3 separate regions of the Mus musculus genome follow, and regions 2 and 3 are each linked to region 1. The links are chromatin contacts, called in public promoter capture Hi-C maps. All regions are on one chromosome and are shown on one strand. The core of a region is the stretch at or near the end of the contact, and the rest is flanking DNA. Distances in the headings are between cores, read along the strand shown. Region 1 holds the start of Gclc (glutamate-cysteine ligase, catalytic subunit). Region 2 holds the start of Tmem30a (transmembrane protein 30A). Region 3 holds the start of Cox7a2 (cytochrome c oxidase subunit 7A2).

Region 1 (3,805 bases), core at 565-3,064:
CTCCAAACAGGCAGTTAGTTGTACATGCTCTTCCTGCCAACAGGGGGAGCGTTTTTTTTTTTTTTTTCTAAAACAGAAAGAAGGATCTGGATCCGGGAGGTTCCTGGTTAGTAGAGAAAAGGCAAGGGGCATGGTGAACCACTGTGCTTCGACTGCACTGAACATCTGCGGATGAAGTTCAACTCCAAATGGTTATAAAGACATTCATTTGTTTTTATTTTTGTCTTTATGGAGTCCTAGCAAGACAGCGAAAAGTAAATTTTTGATTGCTCAACAGTGGCTGGTTCCATGAGAACCTTAAAGGACGCCACAATTTGCTGCTGCCAACTATATATATTTCCTAGTTAGGCCCTAGGAAAAACAAGTGGATAAAACCCATAATATCCCTGCCCTGTATATGATACACGGAACACAAATGAAGAACTGTCAAATGTAAATACACAACAAACTTTGGACTAAAACTGGAGAACTGCCAAACGAGTGTGTCCCTTTCCTGAAAGAAAATGTGGTGATAGACAATTTTTTTTGTAGGAATATATATTAGTCCTAATACTTCCTTAGGCCAAGCATAATTCTTTCAGCTGCAGATGGCAGAATCATCTACCAACATTAGATACAGAAAAACTAACTTTTCGCAAGCTAGTCTATGCCGGTACAGCAACACTTTGAAACTTAGCCCAAGGATAATACTAAACGATAAATACATACAGGAGTGGCACGCTATCTGCCGTAAATGCCAACCCCACACAATAAAGGTCAGACTCAAGAGGTTATTTAACTTTATGTATCTTTTTATCAATGTGCTTATTTAAAAATAGGGGATGCACACACAAAAAAATGTTTTTAGCGTTGCCGCTTTCAGATGGTTCGAACAAATGGGTCCCAGAGATCATGCACAAGTTTTAGCATTGACTGGTAACGCTTAGCTGCTGGCTCTAACCAGTCTTACCTAACCTCTAAGTTGTAAGCATTTACAGTTAAACCGGATAATGAAGTCTCCCGTCTTTTAGGAAGACAACCCCAAGTCCTTAGGTCTAGCAATGTATTTGTTGCAATGTATAACTCTAAAGTTTGCGGACAGATGTGAGATGTGTCAGGCGTTTAAGAAAAAGAGCTAGAGAAAACCGAGGGCCGAAGCAAACACCCTGGAGATTTGAAACGTGATAGCAAGCCAGCCGGGCAAGTCGGTCCTGTACACACTCATCTCCAAGGCGAACAGTGCGACCGGACGCCGGGAGGCAGATATTCACACTCCTCCCGCTCAGGCCCTCCCTGTGTCCGAGCGGCTTGCCTCCCGACAGGAATGAATGAGCCCGAGTGGCCAGCGCCGAGCCCGGGCCGGTGGCGGGGCCGCGGGCGGCCTGGCCGAACAAAGGCGCGCGGGCTCACCTCGTCACCCCACTTGAGCACGTCCTTGTGCCGGTCCTTGACTGCGTGGTAGATGTGCAGGAACTGGAGGATGCCGTGCCTCCGCACGTGGTCGGCGTGGCGCTGGGTCTCTTCCCAGCTCAGTGGCGAGCCTTGGGACAGCAGCCCCATGGCCGCGTCCTCCTCCCGGCCGCAGCTCCGCTCTGGGGGCGCCCTCGGGCCGCGCGGCGGGCGTCCCGTCCGTTCCCGCTCCGGCTCGGACCCCGCCGCGCGGTTGACAGCCCGGGTCGGGGTCTCTCGCCGCCGCCCGGTCTCGCGCTCCCACGCCGGCCCTGCGGCCCTGGCCGCCGCGGCAGCGCTCCACTCGGCGCCGCCGGTGTCGTGCACGGGCTTCCTACTTGCGACCCAAAGCTGCGGCGACACAGAGCATGCCCAGTTCCGCGCCTGCCGCTCCGTGCGCCGCGCTCCAGATTTTATAGGCTGCGGCGGGGGCGGGGAACGAAGCGGCAGGTCGTGGGTGGGGCCTGGGGCGGGGGCGGGGCTGAGGCCGAGGGTGTCCGCGGGGGGGCGGGGCTGTCTGCGAATAAGGACTGAAAAGTCTGGGTCCTAAGAGAAAACTGGGTCAAAAAAAAAAAAAAAAAAAAAAAAAAAAAGGGAGGGGGGGAGAGGGAGAGAGAGAGAGAGAGAGAGCTGAAATATCTGAATATCTGTTCAACTCTGTACTGGTAGAAAGGGTATAAAGTTAAGAGTAATCCTTTTTTTTTTTTTCTTTTTTCTTCTTGGTTTTTCAAGACAGGGTTTCTCTGTGTAGCCCTGGCTGTCCTGGACTGGCTTTGCTGGACTCGAACTCATAGAGATCCTCCTGCCTCCCATGTGCTGGGATCAATTATGTGCACTACCACGCCTGGCTGAGTAATACTGTGTGAGTGTGTGTGCGTGTGTGTGTATGTGTGGTTTTTCGAGACAGGGTTTCTCTGTGTAGCCCTGGCTGTCCTGGAACTCACTCTGTAGTCCAGGCTGGCCTTGAACTCAGAAATCTGCCTGCCTCTGTCTCCCAAGTGTTGGGATTAAAGGCATGTGCCACCACTGCCTGGCTGAGTAATACTTTTTAATAAATGTTGTACGACTCCACATGGCATGGATATGCATAGAGTTGATTGCTGGTTATTTACATGCGTCCATGTATGGGCAGGGATTAGATATATGTATATCATCATTGTAAACCCTGTACGTTAACTATTTGCCAATGGGATCTCTGGTCGGCACAGAGATCACTCACTGTGCAAAAGAGGTCTTGTCTTGTCTTGTCTCCAAGTGTGCAGTGTGAGAAGTTTCTTCAGAAGTTTCCCCACCTTCAGAACCGAAGGTCCATCCAGCGGTGGTCATTCTATTGCTCAGGAGAGCTTTACCCTGAGTGCGGAAGGCTCTGGGAACTGGATTCCGTGGGAACGAAGGGAAGGTACCTTGCCCGAATAGTTATTCGATTAATGTTTTGCAACTGTATAAATATATGCAGTAACTAGATGATCCATTCATGTACAGAGGGCAGAAAACATTTATTACACCCTCCCCCCCCCCACACACACATTGTAACTACATTTTCAACATGTAGTTACTTAGAGACAAGATCTCACTAGATAGCCCAACCTGGCCTTGAACTCCAGGCAGCCATCGTGCCTCAGCCTCCTGAGTGTTGGGATTAGAGGCATGGACTTCCACATTTGCTTTAGATTTAATAGTTAATGAACACTCATCACAACATTCAATGAACACTAATCGATGAATGCATGATAGGAATATTTCCTCATTGAATGAGGCCATCAAAGAGCTTGGGGCCACAGATACTGAAAGTGTGGCTGTGATTTGCACAGTGGAATGCATTTAAGTATGTGCACAGGTTAGATGGCATCTAAAACTGAGGAGACATGATGCTGTCTCTCTCTCGCACATAGCTGGAATAATATTCTTTTAAAAAACCATTCTAACACCACCACCACTCAATCTTCACTACTTACTGCCCACTACCTTATTGTGTCCTCCCCACCATCCTTGCTAGGTTGTTAACTATGTTCTGATCCACCATTCTTTCTTCTTTTCTGGGTGCTGCAGATTCTCCAGCTGATACACTCCTTTGAGTCCTGACTACTCTGTGTTGTGCCTGAATTTGTATCACTATATATGTTGGATACTGGCTTTCCTTAGAGTACCGGTGATGTCTGTGTGTTTGTGTGTGTGTGTGTGTGTGTGTGTGTGTGCGCCCGCGCACGTCTGTGTGTGTATTTTGTACTTCTAGGGAACTGTTCAATATAGACTAGTGTTTAATAAGCCTAGGTTCTCTGTGAGCAGAACAGGTATTGGGAGATGGGGAGAGAAGCTGTTTTACCTGCATGTAAAGTACCCCAAAGAAGATTTGGTTATTCTCAAAGTCTCACCTCAC
Region 2 (3,805 bases), core at 758-3,257, 2.0 Mb before region 1:
TAGACCAGACTGGCCTTGAATTCACAGAAATCTGTCTGCCTCCGCCTCTGGAGTGCTGGGAGGAAATGTGTGTAATCATCACCCAGTCCCCAGTGAAGTTTTTAGTAAAACTGAGACAGTTAATCTTTGCTCTGAGCAAACCAAAGGAAACAGGAAGTAGGTAAGCACACCAAGAACCATCAGATCACTGCTCCTGCAACAACAGCAACAAAGCTTTAAAGCAAACTAAGGTGTCTTGCAGCATCCTGGAGAGGTCCCAGAAACTTGTGGATACAACCTCAGGTGCTCAAATCTCTTATACAAAATGCAGCTCTTGTAAATGACCTATGTATCTCCCCCACACCCTTCAAACTGTCTCCTGATTATATTATTTATACTGCTTAGTACAATGGAAATAACCACTTAAAAGATAATGATGAGAAATTGTCTCCGTGTTTACTAGCTCAGAAGCAATTTTTTCCCCTGAATATTTTCAATTGTATGTTGAAGGTTCAGTTGTAGCACTATTTAAACCGAGTTCTAGAGTAGAAATAAAGGAACTAACACATCTAACTGTGATAATCTAAACAGGAGTGGGGAAAAAGAAAGAAAAAGGACTCCATGATTATCCCCAACACTGTGATGAACATTTTACCCAACAGAACGTTTAAGACAACAGGCTAAGCCTCTCTATGACAGACTCTTTTCCATTTGAATGGGGTTGAAGGTAAACTTAGGCTGCTAAAGCAAGATACAAACCTAAGGATTCTAGAGGCCTTAAGAATTTGAGATCAGCTAGGCTGTGGTGGCCCAGGCCTTTAATTACAACACCCAGGAGGCAAGAGGATTTATACAAGTTTGAGGGGAGCCTGGTCTACACAGAGAAACCCTGTCTGGAAAACCCGGGGCCGGGAAATCCAAGATCACAGAAGAACATACTGGAGCAAGTCAAAACTGTAGACAAAGACTTTTTAAAAGTAGGTACTGTCAGATAGTCTGGATTTCAAACACAATTTCAAAATGTAGATGCTATATAATCATTTTTTTTGTAAATTTGCAAAATTACACACTTATAAAAGAAAATTTGTAAAATATAGAAAAGAAAAAATCCTGCCTACAGTCAATCAATGGAGGTTAGCATCTTACGCTTTATAGTTGAATTCTACACTTTGTATTCTCTGTACTGCTTTGGTGTCTTTGAGTTACTAATTATTGTTTATTTATTGAGACAGGTTCTCTATGGATTTCCTGCTGGCCTCTTAAGTAGCTCAGACTGGCCTTGTAATTTCAATTACTCTGCCTTTACCTTTCAAGGGCTGACATTACACATAGTCTCAACGAGAATTTCCTTGGCAGGTTAAAACTAATACCCCTTTTTAAACAAGTGGTATTATGTTCTGGTTTTTGATTACCAAGTTTAAAAAAAAAGAATCACTGTCATGTTTTACAATAACCTTCCCAAACCAATGTGAAGTAGACAGAAAAATAAATGAAAATCGATCAGAAGCGAGGGATTAGGGCTAAACTAGGTTGCATCATCATCATCATCATCATTATTATTATTATTATATCAAATGGGTCGCATGTTATACCTCACTTAAATTCATAGAGGCACACTGAGTGGCGAGTTAAAATTCAATAGGGATCTGCATCCTTTTAAACATGTGGACTCCAGGACGCTACAACTCCCTTCAGAAGAGGCGTAGGCGTCATAAGAAAAGTCAACCCGGCGCCGAAATTACAGGTAGCCCAGGTCACCGAGTCCGACCTGACGGCTCCAGAAGTCTCCATGATAACCACAACAGGAAGTGTGCGCCAACAGAAGCGTCCTCCCGGGGAAGCGAAGACGCTACCGTCCTAGTGCGCAGACGTCGCTCCGGGCCGCGCATGCGCTCACGTAGCCGCGCGCCCGGCCTAAAGCCCTCACTTTGTCGTCACAGGGCAGATGATCAGGGTGCGTCCGTCTTTTTCCTCCCCCTTCCATCCTCCTCCCCCTCCCCTCCCCTCGTCCCTCAATCATCTCCCCATTTCCTCTCTCTCCCTCCCTGGGGCGTCTCCTAAAGACGCCCGCTTCCGGTCAGCGGCCGGCCGCAGAAGCGTGTCCCGCCTCTTCCGCCTCCCCGGTGGCGGCGCGGGTGGCGGAGGCGGTAGCGGCAGCGGTGACTGCGCGTCTCCTGTCAGGGTCGGCGGCACGCAAGTCCCCTGGGCGGCCCAGCTGGACGTGGCCGAGCCGAAGCCCGGGGGCCGATGGCGATGAACTATAGCGCGAAGGATGAGGTGGACGGCGGGCCCGCGGGTCCTCCCGGGGGCGCCGCCAAGACCCGGAGGCCGGATAACACGGCCTTCAAACAGCAACGGCTACCCGCCTGGCAGCCCATCCTCACGGCCGGCACGGTGCTGCCCACCTTCTTCATCATCGGCCTCATCTTCATCCCCATCGGCATCGGCATCTTCGTCACCTCCAACAACATCCGTGAGATCGAGGTGAGGGAGGGGCGTGGCAGTGATCCCCCGGCTCCCAGAAGGTGACAGGCGGGCCCCGCCCTCTGGTGCCTTCTCGGTTTCTTCTGTGGCTTTTCTGAGTTTGCAGTTTTGTGGGCTCGCTTCCTTTGGCTCTCGGTTTACCTGGCTGGAAATGGAATGAATACAGCTAGAATGTCGGGTGGACGAGACTTTTTTTGGAGGCGCTTTGCGTGGGTTTCCGAGAGGTAGAGTGAATGTCTTTTAGGAGGAGATAAGAGGAAAAAGAGTTAGATTTACGTGTTTAACTCTGAGGCAACTCACAGGGGCAGACTGTTGTTATTTGGGCGGGGGTTATTCTGGGACACAGAGATTAACAAATTGGTTGGGTGTAGGACCCGGAGTCAATAAAGGTATTGATTCTTCTGTGAAGAAATTAAGTCATACAGAGCGCACACAAGTAACTTTGATTTTGAGCTAATTAGATATTTTTAGTTGTTGGCCACGATATAGTTAAAGGCATGAAACTTCAGTTCTGGTTTGTTTTTAGGCGGTATTCATTTCTAATTATGCCCCACAGTGGTCCTAATTCCTCCTGCTTGATTTTTAAAATATGCATATCAATGATTCCACACGAAATAAGTTGGAAACTAGCTATAAACGATTTCACTGGCATTACTTTTTTTTTTTTGGAATATCCTACTTAGATGTGATAGAAACACTCTACTGAGGGAAACATTTTGATTTGTGTTGGTGCAGTAATCACTGCATTTTTATCCGTCCGCATCAGTAAAGATGGGTTTATAGCAGGATGTGAGTACTGTGTGGCGGACAGTATTGGACGTCCACAAGTCCTCCATCAAATTAAGGGAGTTTTCATCTGTTTGAACTGGCAAGATCGATGTTGAGTAACCTTGCTTTCTTCTGTTGTAAAGATATATTTTTGTGTACTTAATTTAAAAATAAATACTACATTTAATTGGACGTCCCCAGTCATTTTAGCTAGGGACTTTGGTGACTTTGTTCAGTTTACTAAAGTAAGCTGGTTTATATATATATATATATATATATATATATATATACATACATACACACACACACACATATATATATATATTTTAACTGCACAGTGCTTCAGTATTAATGACAGTAAGAATAGTATCTAGAGTGTATTTTAAAAATCTTTTATTAAATTTTATTTTGACTAGAGCAAGCTCACAGCGTATGTTTTTGGTATATATTTTATCTTCGTGGTTTTAGCCTTGTGATATACTCAAAGGTAGCCCAAAATGCTCCAAAATGTAAATGAAGCTCTGGGCCAAACAGGTTGGGCAGGAGAAAAGTTTTGATTTTAGAATATTTTGGA
Region 3 (3,805 bases), core at 971-3,470, 2.0 Mb before region 1:
TCTTGTTCATTTGCTTTTATGTTCAATGGATTTTTATGTGTGTAGACAGAGTCCTTTTTTTTTCTAACAAGCATTTTTTTTTAAAATCTGGATGATGGGAAACAACAGTGACAGAAGATGAAGATCGAAACAAATTAAGACTTTTGCAGAAATAAAATCACAAGATGTTGCTGGCTTGGCCTGCAGTGGTGATGTTACAGATCATAAATGGTCAGATAAGATTCTGAAGTTGTACAGATAGAATTTGATTGTAGGGTTTGGTAGAAAAATGTTAATGTTTGGGGGAAATTGCAGAGACTTTAAGAGATTAAAAAATGAAAGTATAAATAGTTTAGTATGAATTAGGGAAAGGTATGTTGAAATTTTGGTGTTGGTAGGATGAGGAGTCAAGCAGAAACTAAGGATCAACGTGCAAGAGGACTCTTAGGAGAGTGGTGTGTGGAAACCTCCTTAAAAGGCTCGCATTCCACACTCATGTTGCTCCCTTTGCCTTGATAGTTTATTTCCAAATTAAAATGTACTCTGGGGGAATGAGCACCTGTGATATCCGTGGCTGATAATGCAGAAGCTTGCCTAAGAAGTGATTTTGGAAAAGACTAACACAAAAGGAGGGGCACACAAGTTGCAGAAGTCTGCTTTTATTCTGGAGAGAATGGGATAGAAACACTGTTTTGTTTCATATGTGTCCTTTCCTTTTTAAAATGGAATGTGTCTGTAGATGGAGTGGTCCAGTAAAGAGAAAATTGTACTGCCCTAAGTGACAACGCTGTTATAGGTAGTTTTAATGTAAACTCTTGGTTCTTCTTGGACAGTCACTATTCCTAGGAATGTCAAACAGTATGCACTTAGTGTTGGTTAGTAGGCCTATTTTTTTCTAAGATTTACTTATTATTATATGTAAGTAGCTGACTTCAGACACACCAGAAGAGGTAATCAGATCTCATTATGGGTGGTTGTGAGCCACCATGTGGTTGCTGGGATTTGAACTTAGGACCTTCAGAAGAGCAGTCAGCGCTCTTACCCGTTGAGCCATCTCACCAGCCCCCCTAGTAGGCCCATTTTTATTAGTGTTAGGGGAATGGTAAGTATACAGTCGGTTCTGGGAAAACTTATATCCTGTGGTGAAACAGCGACAGCAGCACAAACTTTAACGAATTCCAATTACAGACAATAAATGTAAAAAACAAAACAAAAAAAAAAAAAAAACAAAACTCCCCATCCCCAGCTGTTGGTAATTATGCTCGATGGTACATTGAATAATTAAGAGGTGGTAGAAAAAAAGTCAGTTATAATGGGTGTTTATAAACTTGGTAAGGAAGAAAATTTAGACTGTGTTGGGGGTACAGTAGGTTATGAAGAAAAAAGTACCCCAAGATTTGAAGGAATTAAGCATTACCAGTTTTTATTCACGCAACACTGTGGAACCCGTTTATCATTAGCTTTTACCTGAAATGGCAATGAAGTCGTTTCTGAGTTTGCAAAAGGGTGGAAAGACATTTGTATTGTTGAGTAGATTATTTTTACTTGTACATTAGTGTGCAGAAGAATAAAGGCAGTTGTAAGGAGGAATAGTTATGCAAGACTGATGCAAAATGCTAACAGCCTATCTGTAAAATACGCGCACTTCTGACAGCTCCATCCAGGAGTGAAATGTGCTGCGGATCTGAGAAAGCACGACACAGTCGATATTTGTGTTGAACGTGGATTTAAAAATGTATTCCCCTCTTTTCAGCGTTTTCCCAGACTCAATAACGAAGTCAGCCAGTTCCAGTCTGGGGACACAGGAAGAGCTTCCAGCACAAGGAGTTTAGCAGAAGATCCACAGGTTGGCATACCTGTGGATGCCAACATCGGTCGTTCCTATATGATCTCAGCACAAAGACTAACGCCTCCCACTTTCATCTGTGGAAGACAAACCCTAAAACTGGACTCTATCCGTATTAAGAGGAGCTTTTGAATATTTAAGCTTGTACGACGTAGCTTTGACATCCATTGTTCCTTCAGACTGTAAACAATGGCTCAAAGCCTTCTCACAAGACAAGCTACTTTCCGGGTAGTCTGGTTGTCCACTGACTTCACCAGAGCGTATGAAGAGGGCTGCAAGACTTCACGCCTCTCCATTGCGGGTGGCGTTTGCTTTCCATTGTGATTCTGGGTCCGGCGGCAGGCGCGGCAGGGCGGAGCCAAGTGGTAAGGATAGCTTCGGAGGTCCGGAGGCTAGACGGGCCGCTGCGAGAAGTCGCTCTGGCTCGCCTTCCGCTCTCTATGGTCGGGAGCGCGAGCCCCTCCTCTTCCCGGAACGAGCCCTCTTGCTCGACGCGCGCGCAGCGCTAGGAGGGAGTTCCGTTTCCGGTCTGGTGGCTTTCGATTTTTGGCGTTCAGTAGTCGCGGTTGGTGGGTAACAACCGAGCCAAGATGTTGCGGAATCTGCTGGTAGGTAGCTTTGGGGGTTTGGCTGGTACTGGAGTGTCGGGGCGGAGGGTCAGGCATCCTGACAGAAAGGCGTGCTGGAAATGTGGCAGAAGACAGCAGCCGGAGTCACCTTGGCCGCGCGTCCTTTTCCCTGACCTTCCGTCCACTCGCCCCTGGCTGTTTCTGGGTAGTCGTAGAGGGAAGAGCAGGATCGCATTTGGTTCTTGGTCACTACAGCTTACCGTTGCTTATGGCTATGACTGTAGCTCTGACGTAGGCTCCAGTGGGGGGATCTTGGACACCTGGAAAACCTAGGTGGAAGGTGGCTTTTTGTTGTCATTTTGTTTTGTATCATAGTGAAAAGATAAAATTTTACCTGATTCAAAGAAGTAAGCCAAAGAACTAAATTGTACAGTTTTAGTTGGGATTTAATGGGTTTCATGATTGAAGTGTAATGACGATTCAGAATTACCTTTAACACTTGGTGAATATTTCTCCAAAATTTAAAAAGGTGTGTTTTGATTTTATTTTGTAATCGTTTAACACAATTAAGACTTAACACCAATTACATTTTTCTTAGATGTCCAGGAGTGTTCTAGCATGTGCCCTCCACTGCAAAGTAATTTTTCAGTGCCTTGGCTATCCTGGAACTAAATCTGTAGACTAGCATGGCCTCTGCCTCCCTAGTGCTGCGATTAAAGTCTTGAGCCTCCACTACCCTGCCAGGAATAGATTTTTGACATAGGCAAATATTAAATGAAAATGTTAGAACTTATAAGATGTCTATATCATTTATTTTTCTGTATATCAGCATGTTTTGTTCTATAAAATACTACTGATTAATTTCAGGCACAGGTTATATATAGGTCATGGTTTCTGAAGACTATGATATGTAACATGAAGCACAGAGCAGAGAATAGACAACATGTAGAAAATCTGGATGCTAGTCTTGGATAGTACTGACAAGTTCGATAATGCTTTAAATCTCAGCTTCCTTTCAGTGTGAAGGGTTGGAAGTTGCCTTTACAGGTTTCTTTGGACTCTTAGGTCTTGTTCGATGCATGTGAATTTTCTGTTTCAGGCCCTTCGTCAGATTGCCCAGAGGACCATCAGCACCACTTCACGAAGGCATTTTGAAAACAAGGTTCCAGAGAAACAAAAGCTGTTTCAGGTACTGAAGTGTTCTATGTGATTGTTAATTGTAACAGAGCTGGCACGGTAGAGTAAGTCCAGAGGATCTGCTTCTTAGAGGCTCTCAAGGTTTTTTTTTTTTTTTTTTTTTTTTTTTTATCGTAAGGAGGATTATTTGCTGTGTCTAAGAGGTGCTCAGGGAGGTGGGAAAAATGCAGAAGCCAGTGAATTGTGTGTGTGATTTGATGAATTGGTAATCTTT

Evidence for each region. Promoter capture Hi-C pulls out the DNA fragments that hold promoters and counts their contacts.
Region 2: a promoter capture Hi-C map of erythroid cells shows a contact between it and region 1, with 12 times the contacts expected there. The contact joins the promoter of Tmem30a here to the promoter of Gclc in region 1. A contact is called at or near these places in 1 of 39 promoter capture datasets (erythroid cells), 1 of 484 Hi-C or Micro-C datasets (muscle stem cells), 1 of 115 datasets of contacts at active chromatin or transcription factors (astrocytes) and 1 of 9 other capture datasets (adipose tissue).
Region 3: a contact with region 1 is called in a promoter capture Hi-C map of liver, with 5 times the contacts expected there. The contact joins the promoter of Cox7a2 here to the promoter of Gclc in region 1. A contact is called at or near these places in 4 of 39 promoter capture datasets (erythroid cells, hippocampal neurons, liver and 1 more) and 1 of 9 other capture datasets (liver).

The regions. Positions count from the first base shown.
Region 1 is chr9:77,752,544-77,756,348 of GRCm38.p6, reverse strand. It overlaps Gclc (glutamate-cysteine ligase, catalytic subunit), which reads right to left and starts at 1,814. Exons shown (of 16, transcript NM_010295.2): 1 at 1,390-1,814. The coding sequence starts at 1,539.
Region 2 is chr9:79,791,632-79,795,436 of GRCm38.p6, reverse strand. It overlaps Tmem30a (transmembrane protein 30A), which reads left to right and starts at 2,007. Exons shown (of 7, transcript NM_133718.4): 1 at 2,007-2,463. The coding sequence starts at 2,227. It overlaps 4930429F24Rik (RIKEN cDNA 4930429F24 gene), which reads right to left and starts at 1,796. Exons shown (of 3, transcript NR_040734.1): 1 at 1,572-1,796.
Region 3 is chr9:79,758,268-79,762,072 of GRCm38.p6, reverse strand. Cox7a2 (cytochrome c oxidase subunit 7A2) reads left to right here and starts at 2,220. Exons shown (of 4, transcript NM_009945.3): 1 at 2,220-2,433; 2 at 3,494-3,583. The coding sequence starts at 2,416. It also overlaps the pseudogene Gm51685.